Linked DNA regions of Oryctolagus cuniculus: regions 1 and 3 are each linked to region 2. A link is a contact called in public Hi-C data. All regions are on one chromosome and are shown on one strand. The core of a region is the stretch at or near the end of the contact, and the rest is flanking DNA. Distances in the headings are between cores, read along the strand shown.

The links. Hi-C and Micro-C count contacts between places; a contact is called where the count stands out from the background.
Region 1: a Hi-C map of embryonic fibroblasts shows a contact between it and region 2, with 4 times the contacts expected there. The contact joins two enhancer-like sites. A contact is called at or near these places in 2 of 6 Hi-C or Micro-C datasets (embryonic fibroblasts and skin fibroblasts).
Region 3: a contact with region 2 is called in a Hi-C map of an unstated tissue, with 4 times the contacts expected there. The contact joins two enhancer-like sites. A contact is called at or near these places in 2 of 6 Hi-C or Micro-C datasets (psoas muscle and an unstated tissue).

Annotation. Positions count from the first base shown.
Region 1 is chr12:42,934,245-42,938,251 of mOryCun1.1, reverse strand. The region is part of intron 5 of AKAP6 (A-kinase anchoring protein 6); the gene reads left to right. Among named protein-coding and RNA genes, the nearest start is that of AKAP6, 340 kb to the left of the region's middle. Within about 2 kb of position 2,736, at least 1 of the 8 cell types and tissues checked has an H3K27ac peak or open chromatin away from gene starts, as enhancers often do.
Region 2 is chr12:43,229,221-43,233,434 of mOryCun1.1, reverse strand. All of the region lies in intron 1 of AKAP6 (A-kinase anchoring protein 6), which reads left to right. Among named protein-coding and RNA genes, the nearest start is that of AKAP6, 42 kb to the left of the region's middle. Within about 2 kb of position 1,669, at least 1 of the 8 cell types and tissues checked has an H3K27ac peak or open chromatin away from gene starts, as enhancers often do.
Region 3 is chr12:43,581,599-43,585,831 of mOryCun1.1, reverse strand. It overlaps the pseudogene LOC127483811. Among named protein-coding and RNA genes, the nearest start is that of ARHGAP5, 180 kb to the right of the region's middle. Within about 2 kb of position 1,316, at least 5 of the 8 cell types and tissues checked have an H3K27ac peak or open chromatin away from gene starts, as enhancers often do.

The sequences.
Region 1 (4,007 bases), core at 1,487-3,986, 300 kb after region 2:
TATCCAGACTTCCTTAAAAAAAAAAAACAAAACTTCATAATAGCTACATTTGATGGAGGGGGAGACTGAAGCTGAGAGAGACAGGGCAGACTGCTCTAGAGCCCATTCTTTGAACTGAACTCCCTCACCCCTTCCTTAAGGAAGCAGTCACTCCTCAGTCACCGTAGTGCTGAGGAGAAGAAATACTGATGGAGCTAGCATTTGTCAGGGAAGAGTTCATGAAGTGCTAAACCTTAGCTGGAGCTTTGAAGGATGTGCAGGAGATTCTGGTAGACAGGGAGAGGAGAAATGGCGTGCACAGACTAAAATTCAGAGGTGGGAACGGGAGCGACATGGCTGCGGCCACAAAGAGCCCTCCTGACCAGAGGTCTCGATCGGAGGGCAGTGAAAGTGTCCGTGCCTGTAACAGACGTGATGGCTGCCAGGTCCTGAAGGCCACAGCATGACCTTTAGATTTTACACAACGGACATCTGTAGCAACGTAATATATCACACTCCTTGATCTGTCATTTTGTGCTGGGCTTGGCACTAAGTATCTAACATGCCTTATTCTACTTCTATTCTAGACGGTAGGCATTTTTTTTTTCATATGCAGACACTAAGGTAGAACACAACTTGGAAACTTGCCGAAGTCCTCTCAGCTGGTGGATGTGGTCAGGATGAGAATGCAGAGCCGGCACACCCAGGCCAGGCCATGTCCTCCCATAGCCTCTCTGGAAGAATCAGTAGCCAGCAACAGGAAGGATATTCTCGGCAGTGTGGTGGGGACCAAGGTGATGATGGCAGCCAGTCTCAGGGACTGTTCTGATGTGAACCAGGCAAGGGGGTGATGTCAGGGAAGTAAACAAGATCCAGAAAACCATTTTCAGCCTTTGGCTCATTATTAAAGTCTGGCGTAGCCCACAGCTGTCGATGCCATTCTAGGCCTATGTCTTTTCTTGTAAAGGGATGTTTTAACCAGATCAAGGCTACAATACTGACTTCAGTGGTGGCATGCCTTGACTCCATAATTCTGCCCAAATGAAGCCAGGTGGTGAGCATCTGGGGCTTGCAACGAGCGCTCTTCTGACCCAGAGGTCTTGATCAGAGGGCAGTAAAGTTTTCCATGCCTTTAATACACCTGGTTGCTGCAAGATCCTGAAGGCCACAACAAGGCGATTATAGAGTTCTTTTTTTTAAAAAGATTTATTTATTTATTTGAAAGTCAGAGTTACACAGAGTGAGGAGGAGAGAGGTCCTCCATCCTCTGGTTCACTCCCCAGTTGGCCGCAATGGCTGGAGATGCACCGATCAGAAGCCAGGAGCTGCTTCCGGGTCTCCCATGTGGGTGCAGGGGCACAAGGACTTGGGTCATCTTTTACTGCTTTCCCAGGCCACAGCAGAGAGCTGAATCGGAAGTGCAGCTGCCAGGTCTCGAACCAGAGCCCATATGGGATGCCGGCGTCCCAGGCCAGGGCGTTAACCCGCTGTGCCACAGCTCCGGCCCCAATTATAGAGTTCTAATCAAAGGTATCATTTTGGTGGGTAGCTGGTTTTAGGTGAAAGTGGAGCAGATCATCTTTTTGAAATGTTGAATATATGGTAAAGCTCTTAAGAGGAAGTTTCTTATAGGAATTTGGAAGTAATTTACCGGAGCTGGGGGTGTGAGGAGGAAGCCGACGAGAGACTAAATCCTTCCTGCAGCCCAGTCTCCTTTCGTGACTTTAGGTGATGGCAGCTGCCAACCTGCAGATGAATTGACCTTGGATGTCAAAGCATAACTTCTCCCCCCCACCCCCACCATAAACCATTCCAGATAACCTGTTCCACCTGCAAAATATGGGAGACAGTGTGACTTAGAATCTTCCTTGTGGTAGGCATATGCTGTGTACTTTCCACAGCAGCTAGGAGTTTATTTAAAACCCTGCAACAGCTGACCTTGCAGACAGAGGTCCTACACGGACCGGTCCCCTGGTTTCTTCCTTCACCTCATTTCCAATTGTTCTTCCCTGTACCCGCTTCGCTCTGTTCCCACTGGCCTCTTTGCTGTTCCTAGAACATGCTGGGCTTGTTCTTGCCTTTAGGATCTTTGTCACTCTTCTCTACCTACATATTATCCGTCAGATGCCCTAATTCCTAAGTCCAAGTATGATGTCAGAGCTGAGTTGGTTTTCTCCTCGAGGTGTATGAAATGCAGAGGTAGACAAGAATCACACTGCAGATAAGATCCATCTATAAAGCCCACAAGCCATGGCATGGTTTCTTCATCATGACCGGAGTAGAAATGAACTGCTTGGCAAATAGTCACTTGTCCAAGGTGGGAAATGAGTGATGCCCGGCTGACAGCCGTGGGAATCCCACAGAGGCTGGAAGGATGCAGGGGGCTGCCATGTCAATAAAGCATTTCAGGGAATCTCTCCTGTGGGAGATTGGTCAAGGTCGACCTGCTCTCATTAACTTCTGACAAGTTGTTCTGATAAGTGTCACCCACTGAGTGTGACTCTGGTTCTCAGTAGATGGATGCATGGCATTGCTGAGCTTGTTTCTCTACAGCCTCAGAAATTAAGGTTCTGCAGGGTCCCATGATGCCATCTCAGCTATCGTTCAGTGACTCGGCTGCTGGTATATTTTGTCCTGGACACTTCTGTAACCCAATTTTAAAAACTTCCTTGGTGCCACTGAGAATGTACTTGCACATGAGTTATTTTGGATTCAGTGCAGCCCATGCTTAGCCAAGGCTTGGTCTTTGAAACTAGACCGTGTACAATTTCAGTTGTTTATTCCCCGTTGCATGGTAGCAGCTCAAAGGCAGCCACTACAGATGAAGGTGAGAAGTGGTAGTGCCAGTGTGATGTGAATGCAGAAAAGGTTTTTCCTTGGATTAACTTGACACAGATTTTAGCATTTCTTCTTTCAGAGGTCAAATGATTGCAGACAACACCTGCTCTATACTGCAACCTTCATTTTTATTGCTTCACTGGCACCTCCCTCATGGTGGTGGTCGTTAAAGAAACACCATATTATCCTGAGTTTTTTTTTTTTAAGACTTATTTACAGAGAGACAAAGAAATAGAAAGGTCTTTAAACAGCCAGGGTGGGCCCAGGTCAAAGTCAGGAACCAGCAGGAACCAGGTACTCCATCAGGGTCTCCCCACGTGGGTGGCAGGGCTCCAAATACTTAAGCCATTCTCCACTGCTTTCCCAGGCACATTTGCAGGGAGCTGGATGGGAAGGGGAGAAGGCAGGACTCAAATATGCACTCTAAGTTCGGGAAGCTGGTGTTGCAGTTGGTGGCTTAACCTGCAGCACGATGCCAGCCCCATATTTTCATTGCTTTTCCTTTTGTTTCCTTTCTTTATTGTGGTAAAAGACACATGACATATAATTTACTGTTTTAATCATTTTGAGCATACATTTTAGTAGTTACATATATTTGCAATGTTGTAAAACAGATTTCTAGAATTTTTCATTTTGCTAATCTGAAATTCCGTACCCAATAAAAAACAACCACAGTTCTACTTTTCTGTCTCTAGGATTTTAAGTACCTCATGTAAGGGGAATCATACAGTGTCTTTCTTTTTATAACTGGGTTTGCTCACCTAGTATAATGTCCTCAAGTTTCATCCATGTTATAACATGTGAAAGAATTTCCTTCCTTTTTAAGGCTGAATGATATTCCATTGTATGTATAAATCTCATTTGGTTCATCCATTCATCTGTTGATGGGCTTGTGGGTTGCCTCTACTGCTTGCCTGTTGTGAATAGTACTATTATGAAAAAGGGAGTGCAGATATATTTTTTATTAAAATTTTATTTATTTGAGAGATAGAGTTATAGACAGTGAGAAGGAAAGACAGAAAGGTCTTCCATCTGTCAGTTCACTCCCCAAATGGCTGCAATGGCTGGAACTGCACCAATCTGAAGCCAGGAGCTTCTTCCAGGTCTTTTTCACAGGTGCAGGAGCCCAAGTGTCTGGGCCATCTTCCACTACTTTACCAGGCCATAGCAGATAGCTGGATCAGAAGAGG
Region 2 (4,214 bases), core at 420-2,919:
CTGGGAGAGAGTGCAGTTGCTCGGACTGGGGGGCGGGGTGGGGGGAGGAGCAAGGTTACATGGTTGAGTGGAGAGATTACACCTGGCCAGACCAGGCAGGCAGCTCAGCAGAGAGGCAGAGGGCTGAGCGCGCAGTCCAGTTGAGGCTGGGGGTTTTTAAGGAGATGGTCTTGCTTCCCCACCTCTGCTCCTCTTGGAACAAAGGGCTTTTTGGATGTAAATAGAAAAATTTCTGAGTTTTCCCCTGAAGGTATCAGACAAGAGGAAGGCTAGCTGGCGCCATCCTGAGTTTAGAGGAAGGGTGAGCAAGACCCCCTGGAGAATGGGGATCTGGAGCAGGGTGTTTGAAATGCAGATACTGGGCTGCATCTGGGAGATTGTGGAAGATTTGTCAGGCAGAAGGGGCGGGGACCTCCACCTGGCAGGTTATCAGGTAGAAGGGGGCAGGGCAGGATGCGAATACCGGGCTGCCCCTGAAACATTGTCAGCAGATGCATATGCTGGACATAGATGTCTTCTCTTTAGGCCTTTATGTCGCATACACATAAGCTCCTAACTGACTTCCTACCTAACAGAGGCACCACTGGGAAATCTGGATAATTGTTTAGGGCTGGGGTGGGACCAGCTTGGATGCTAAATAAAAGAGAATATAGAAAAGGAATAGGATTTGACAATTAAACTTAGCCTGTTTAAAAAATGTTTCTAGGGTATTGATTCCCAGGTTCAATTTCTGACTAGAAATTGCCTTGGAAGGAAGGGTGGTGGTATCAATATTGTGGTCTTGGATTTTTTTTTTTTTTTTAAGAAAGCCCAATTGGTTTTACTTTTATAGGTCAAATTAGTTTTCAAAATTGCCTCCCAGTTCACAATAATTAGGCCTGACCCTCAAGCTGCCGCTGCTGCTTGAAAAGCTCTATGGTGTGGATTTTTGAATGTTTCACCCTAAACTTTCCTATTTAAGGTGGACACAGGGTACTGCCGACCCATATTACCCATATTCTTCGGATCCTAGAGAGCACGAGGCCTACTTCCTGTTGTACCTGAAATATTCAATTAAGAGTATATTTTAGGAAATACTTTGAGTTTGAAGCATGATTTTGCTTTTGAGAGAACATGCTCCAATAGAGAGACACCCAGCTGGTATTCTTGGCTGTTTTCCTGACCCACTGTGTAACTTTGGATACCACATGACTTCTCCTTGGAAAGACACATGTAAAATCCCTGAGCTCCTTAGAGAAGACACTTCATAACTGTACCCTCAAAGGTCGGTGTGATGGAGACTAGTGAAAGCTTTGACTGGGTTTAAACATTGCAGGTGTTTTTTGCCAGGTTCTGCAGCAGCTAGAAGTTATTGATCCTCCTCCTGGCAGTTTTCTGGCCAGGCTTTCTTTACTTTGTGGCCTTTTTCTTTGCAGAGTTTCCAGGACTCTGTGAAAACTCAAGTACTGTGTAAACAGGCTTGCAGGGTGGAATGTGGGCGGGGTTTTTTATTTGCAAATTTCTTCCCACACAAGGCTGGCTTTTAAAGAAATAACACCAAGGACCAACAGAAAGGCAGAAAATTAGGGTGGCTTTGCGACTTTCTATGTGTGTGCTCTGCCACCTACTGGAAAAGGATCACCAAGCTTGGAAAGCTGACTGGCAGAGCTGAGGAGGGTGTGCAGCCTCGGCCCTTCGTCTCTCTCTGAGGGCCAGGCAGGGTACACAAAGATCGTGAAACGCCACGCTCTGCCTGGTGTTTTGTTTGGTTGTGTTTTTGTTGGGTCTCCTTAACTGGCGGCAGGGATTAGGCCACCCACCTCAGGGCTGGGCTGCTTTGGGATCCTGCCTCACATCATCATCTGGCCTCATTCCTCTGGAGACCCAGTATTTTAACTGGGACTGCCCTGAAGTATTTTTCACTGGTTTAAAGTGGAAACAAACAAAACAAAACATTAAATCCAAAATAGGGAGCACAAAGACTGCCTTCAGGCCAACTGGCCATTCAGGAAAAGGAATGCCCCCCCCCCCCCCCCCCCCGCCTTTTTCCCTGAAATGATAGTGTTCAAATGCCCTTTTACAAAATGGTGCAGATAGATGAAACTTACCATTACAATCATAGATTTACTTGGCAAAATAAAATGTTCGTGTGGTAGACATGTGACAAAGTGCTTAAGTCACCCCTTGGTGACACATCCCATATTGCAGTGCCTGGTTCAAGTCTTGGCTGCTCTGCTTCTGATCCAGCTTCCTGCAGTGGTGGGTGCCCTGCGAGGCAGCAGATGATGGCTCAAGGACTTGGGTCCCTGCCAACCCATGTGGGAGACCTAGATGGAGTTCCTGCCTCCTGGCTGTTGTGGGCATTTGGTGAGTGAACTAGCAGATGGGAGATCTCGCTTCATCTGTTTCTGTCTCTCTGTTTCTGTCTCTCTATTGCCCTTCCAAATAGAATGAAAAATAAGCAAAAATTTTGAAAAAGTATCCTAATTCTTTTAACATATTTTCCTGTCGTGAAATCCCAAAGTCTGGGCAAATGCAGTTTGCTCCTCCTGTGGCCTCACCTTTCCCTTCATGTGACAACTTGAGTGGAAAAGTGGGGTCAACAATCCTCGATTGTAACTTCCATATTTTCCCTGGCAAATTCTCCGTGGATTTTTCTGTGCTGTGACCCACATAGAAACACAAAAATAAGAATGTCATAGAATGAGGATAATGTTTCTTCACTAACTGGGTCGTTGCTTTATAGATGAATTTTGGTCTGTAGTAAATGCTTGGCCTGGTTTTGTACCCTTTTGGATCATTTTCTTCCTCTGGACTTCTCCATGGAATGTGACCTTCCTGGCTGGATTTGGATGTGGAACTCCCAGGGGAAGGCTTAGATTTTTTTTTTTTTTTGGCAGGCAGACTTTCAAGGCAACTGGGACAGGATGAGGAGGCCCAGATTCCCTGTTTCTTGAAATTTCTCATAGGCGTACGATACTTTTGAAAGATTTTTAAACCAGAGCATGACATTTTCATATATGTGATTAGCTAAAAAAAAATCTCACAACTGACATAATGAAACTCATTTGTTTATTACAGAGTATAATTATGGAAGAGTGTTTTTTTCAAATGTTTTAAAGCCATAATTTAAACAACATTTATGAAGATTAGAAGGAAAAATTGGAGTGACTTTGAGACAGGTTTAATGAAAATTGTCATTATGAAAAACTTGGAATCAAATTTATTTTGGAGAAGGAAATTAGTTAATAAGGACAGATAGTTGAGATCTTTAGGTGGGAACTGAGAAAATTAGTTTGTACTGAAGCCAGTACTCATGGCATCTTCATTAGAAATAGATGTTAGCAAAAACTAAACTTTTAAAATGTTTGTCAATAACAATTGCTTTGAGTGAACAGAGATTCGTGATTGCAGAATGTTTGTTTCTTATGGACACACACAGAGTTTGTGACCTAGCAGCTATGTGAAAAAGGTAGAAGAATCTCTTCTAGTTAATTTTCATGGGCCAGATTGCTAGAAATGTGTCCAAGAAGTGATTTCATGAAACTTTTAGAACTTGGCCAAAAACTCTGGCAGATCGTATCATCTGGTAAATATTTAAGACTTTGTGTATATTATTTTCAAGGAAAGGCAATAAACTGTAGACAGTTTTTTTTTCTTCCAGCAAAAATAAAATACTGCAGGATTGTTAGCATTTGAATCAGAACTTTGTTACGCGAATGAGTTGCTTTTCTTTTTTTTGGAGAGCCCATATTATATCTGATGGCACTGGGTCAACTTAAATTCTCTTTCACTGAAGAGAATGCCCATATAAAAGTTCACTACAATTTGCCTGTTAACTTAGTGAAATCTTGGCATATGGAAGCTTTATTTTTCATTAACTGGTAGTTTTTCCTTTTTTAGTTATTTATTTATTTGAAAGTCAGAGTTAGAGGAGAGGCAGAGAGAGAGAGGTCTTCCATCCGATGGTTTACTTCCCAATTGGCCGCAGTGGCCAGAGCTGTGCTGATCTGAAGCCAGGAGCCTCTTCTGGGTCTCCCACGTGGGTGCAGGGTCCCAAGGACTTGGGCCATCTTCCCCTGCTTTCCCAGGCCTTAGCAGAGAGCTGGATCAGAAGTGGAGCAGCTGGGACTTGAACCGGCGCCCACATGGGATGCTGGCACTTCAGGCCAGGACGTTAACCTGCTGTGAGTCCTGGCCCCATAGTTTTTCCTTTTTAAAAACTCTTATCTTAA
Region 3 (4,233 bases), core at 67-2,566, 350 kb before region 2:
GTATTTTAATAATGCAATAAAAGAGCTCTTGATTTAAGTCTTCCAAAAAACATATAATTTTGATTTATCTCTTATTTATTTACTGTTACACTCCTCTGAAAGATTTATTTTATAGCTTTAAAGAAATATTTACTTTCTCCAGTTCCATTGCTCTTTTGAATCTGGTTTTCGTAAGAGGGGCTGGAGAGGTTGGCATCTGGGAGAAATGAGGAGTTTGCCTCTTCGTTCCTTCCCCCTCCCCCCTTCACCATGGAGAGTAGTGGAGAGGAAGTGTGGAGTGCTTGAAGTGATTACATTTGCTGGGCCATCTGGTCATCAGGAAAAGGCTGTGTTTTCAATTTCACAGTGAATAAGAAATTTATTAAAGAAGGCGAGCACTTAGTTTAAGGAAGAAAGGAATCATACTTTATTTCTGTCAGCAGAAGCTTCGGTTTGCTTAATTATAAGAAGGGAGGTCATCTGTGGAAGACCGACTGTGGGTGGAACCTTGACAGGATCGCTAGAGAACTTGGGGGCATTGGTTACAATAGACAAAACATGCAAGGGTGGCCACCTACAATGGAATCGCTCCAGTTCCCTAATGTCTGTCTTCTTCCCCATGCAGTTTTTATGGAGGAAAGAAAAAATGATGCATATTTCTCAGGGCAAGGAAAGAAATCAGAGTTTCTGCTTCCCTAAAGTTTTCTACCAGAGTTTCTGATCCAGCTATCAGTTGGAAAGCCATGAGTCAAGAGTTATTGATTAGTATCCATCCACTTACCTACTTATTGAATTACCTCATGCTTTCAATGTTAAAAACCAGGCTCATATTTTATTTACCACTTTTAAAATAAAGCACCAAGTTTAAGAGAAGTTCTAGGGAGAAAATCAAGAATAGTACAATCAATGCAAAAAGAATGAATCTGCACTTATCATTGAAATTAGGAGTCTGGCAGTGAGTTGGCAGCAGACAAGGGTACCTGAATAATGAAGTCCCTAGAGGTGAGGCCACCCATTGCCCCTTGCTGTGGGCTCATCATCATCTTTGCAAGAAATTAATAGTCTCTGTTGCTACTTGAATTGAACCTCAAAAGCTCAAATCCTAGGATGTGATTTGGTTGGAGCAGCCTGAGACTTTTACAAGGATTTGTAGTGTGGTTTACAGAAAGGTGCAGTTTGCTTCATTCAAAGTACAACTAGTCACTGAGTCCAAGAAGAGCCAAAGTTTTCCTGGCCCTTTAAGAGACTGTTGCCCAGATGGCCTTTGGAATAGCAGGACTGCTTGTCACAGTGAGAATTCTTTCTGGCTTCATTGGCAGCTTTCAGTATGGAGAGAGGGGTGGGGCCAGGAGCACGCTGCCAGGCTAGAAGAATGGAATGTGCAAAGGCTGGAAGGCGGAGAGTTCAGTCTGCTTCCAGATCACAGATCACAGAGTGATTAAGCTGGGTGGGGTTGGGGCTGAGCGGAGTTGAGCCGGGAAGGAGCAAAGGGCCAGGTCAAGAAGAGCCTTTGTGCAACGTGAACAAGTTGAACATTAGCTCTGGACAACGTTGAAGAATGTCAGCAGGCAACCCTCACTGTCCACCAGCGTCCTGGCTCGTAGTGGCCTCTGCGCATCCCAGGCCCCGTGCTCAGGCCGGAGGCACTGCCTCATTGTGCACGTGGATGGCCCAGCCAGCATCCAAGCCTCAACGTGTTCTCTAGTTTTCCACCTTCTCTGCTTTCACGCCCCGACTTTGTTCTCGTTCAGATCCACTGTGTATTTGAAATCTGAAACTCTTCTCACTCTGAATGTAGTACCTTATGCCCTGCCTGTCCCCACATTCCATGAGCTGCACTGTACTTGCTCCCTCAAGACTCTGGTGCTTCCACCCGGTCCTTCCCTTCCTGCCTTACTGTCTGTATTAGCGTTCTTGGGAGAAGCAGAATGAATCGGGTGTGTGTCTATATAAAGAGAGGTTTCTTTTAAGGAATTGGCCCACAGGAGTATGGAGTCTGGCAAGTCTGAAGTCTGCAGGGCAGCATCTGCAGAGAGGGCCTGATGTGGTTCAAGTACAAAGGCCATCTGTTGGCAAAATTCTTTCTAGCTTGGGGGAGGTCAGCCTTGTGTTCTATTCAGGCCTTCAGCTGATTGGATGAGGGCCACTCACATTTGGGGTGGGGGGAACTGCTTTATTCAGAGCCCACTGATTTAAATTCATCTCATCCAAAACCACCCTCACAGAAATATCCAGAATTATATTTGACCAAATATCTGGGCACCATAGCCCAGCCAAGATGACACCCAAAATTCGCCATCACACCTTCTCTTTTCCTACCTCGTCCTGCACAGGGAATTGCTGCGTTTGCTTCTCCCGCCCTCCCTCACCTCACTGTGTAACCACTACAAGCGCTTTGTTAATGCCAAAGCTTGCATCACTCCTGCTATCTGTCTCCTCTTCTCTTGAGGCTTCTCAACACTGGAGAAAAGTCCAAGATCATGGTGCGTACCAGATGTGTGGTCTCCATCTTCAGCAGAGTCCACAGGGCTGCTGGGAAGCGCTTGTGTGTCCCCAGTCAACTCCCTCTCCATTTCCACAAAGGCTATTTCGGGCCCTTACCCTTACCCATCGTCTGTTCTTTTTGCTTTAGCAACCTCTCAGCTGAAAATGAAACCCACATGGTGTGGAGGGAAGGGTGCACACCAGGCTGTACAATCCTCAAGAGGCCACAATGGCTACACATATTCCACAGGCACTGGAGACTCAACATGGCCACAGCCACCCAGCATCTTCCTCCTACAACCCCTGCTCCTCTTTCCACTGCCACTTCTCTGTGGCTGGTACCACTCTCCCAGCCACATCCACACATTGTGTTCTACCATTTCTAAATCTTATTTAGGTTCCTCAGCCTGAGTATCTGTGGCTCAGCAGAGTGGACAGTGAGAGAGAGATACAGAGAGAAAGGTCTTCCTTTTTGCCATTGGTTCACCCTCCAATGGCTGCCACGGCCGGTGCACTGCGGCCGGCACACCGCGCTGATCCGATGGCAGGAGCCAGGTGCTTCTCCTGGTCTCCCATGGGGTGCAGGGCCCAAGCACTTGGGCCATCCTCCACTGCACTCCTTGGCCACAGCAGAGAGCTGGCCTGGAAGAGGGGCAACCGGGACAGAATCCGGCAGAATCCGGCGCCCCGACCAGGACTAGAACCCGGTGTGCCGGCACCGCAAGGCGGAGGATTAGCCTAGTGAGCCACGGCGCCGGCCTGTCTCTTTAAAGGGCAAAAACCATTACCTCCTGACTCTCCCCACTCACTCCCTGGTTGTCTATTCTGTCTTTGAACTTGCTTCCTGTTATATATTAATGTTAGCCGTCGCAAAACACACCGAACACCAGAGTAAGGGAAAGGATTTATTGGGGAACACCCAACAGACCGGAGTGAAGGGGCGGCGAAGGGAAAGAGAGAAAGTGTAAGAGAGAGAAACAGAGAGGAGAGGAGCTAGCAAGGAGTGAAGAGAGATGAGAGGAGCCGGGAGAGAGAGCCAAGAGACCAGAGGAAGAGGCTAGAGAGAGGAACCGAGAGAGCGCAGGAGAGAAGGGCCAAGAGCCAAGAGAGCACGTGTGCAGGAACAGGCTCTTTTAAAACTTTGCCTGAGGGCGGGCAGGGAAGCAGGAGCAGCGAATCCCACTAGGATGGGGGTGGAGCCTGGCTCAGGTAGCTGGGTCATGCGGCCACCTGGCTTCATGCAGCCACCTGGCTAAAACTGCACCAGTTTCCTAACACTTCCCCTAGTGAATGTTCATGTTCTCTTCTTTATTATTTAATTTTTTTTAAGGGATACAAACTTCATATATTTCGTTATTATGACTTTAGGAGCATGGTGATTCTTCCCACCGTACCCGCCCTCCCACCCACTCTCCCACCCCTCTTCCTCCTCCCTCTCCTATTCCCATTCTTATTTTTTTTACTTAAGATCTATTTTCAATTAACTTTATACACATATGATTAAGTCTATGTTAAGTAAAGAGTTCAACAAATAGTATGGGGAAAAAAACTGTTCCTCAACAATTGAGACAAGGGCTGTTCAAAGTCATTGTTTCTCAAAGTGTTAATTTCACTTCTATAGATTGCATTTTAGGTGCTCTGTTAGTTATCACAGTTCAGGGAGAACATATGGTATTTGTCCTTTTGGGACTGGCTTATTTCACTAAATATAATGCTTTCCAGCTTCATCCATTTTGTTGCAAACGACCGGATTTCATTTTTTTTTAACCG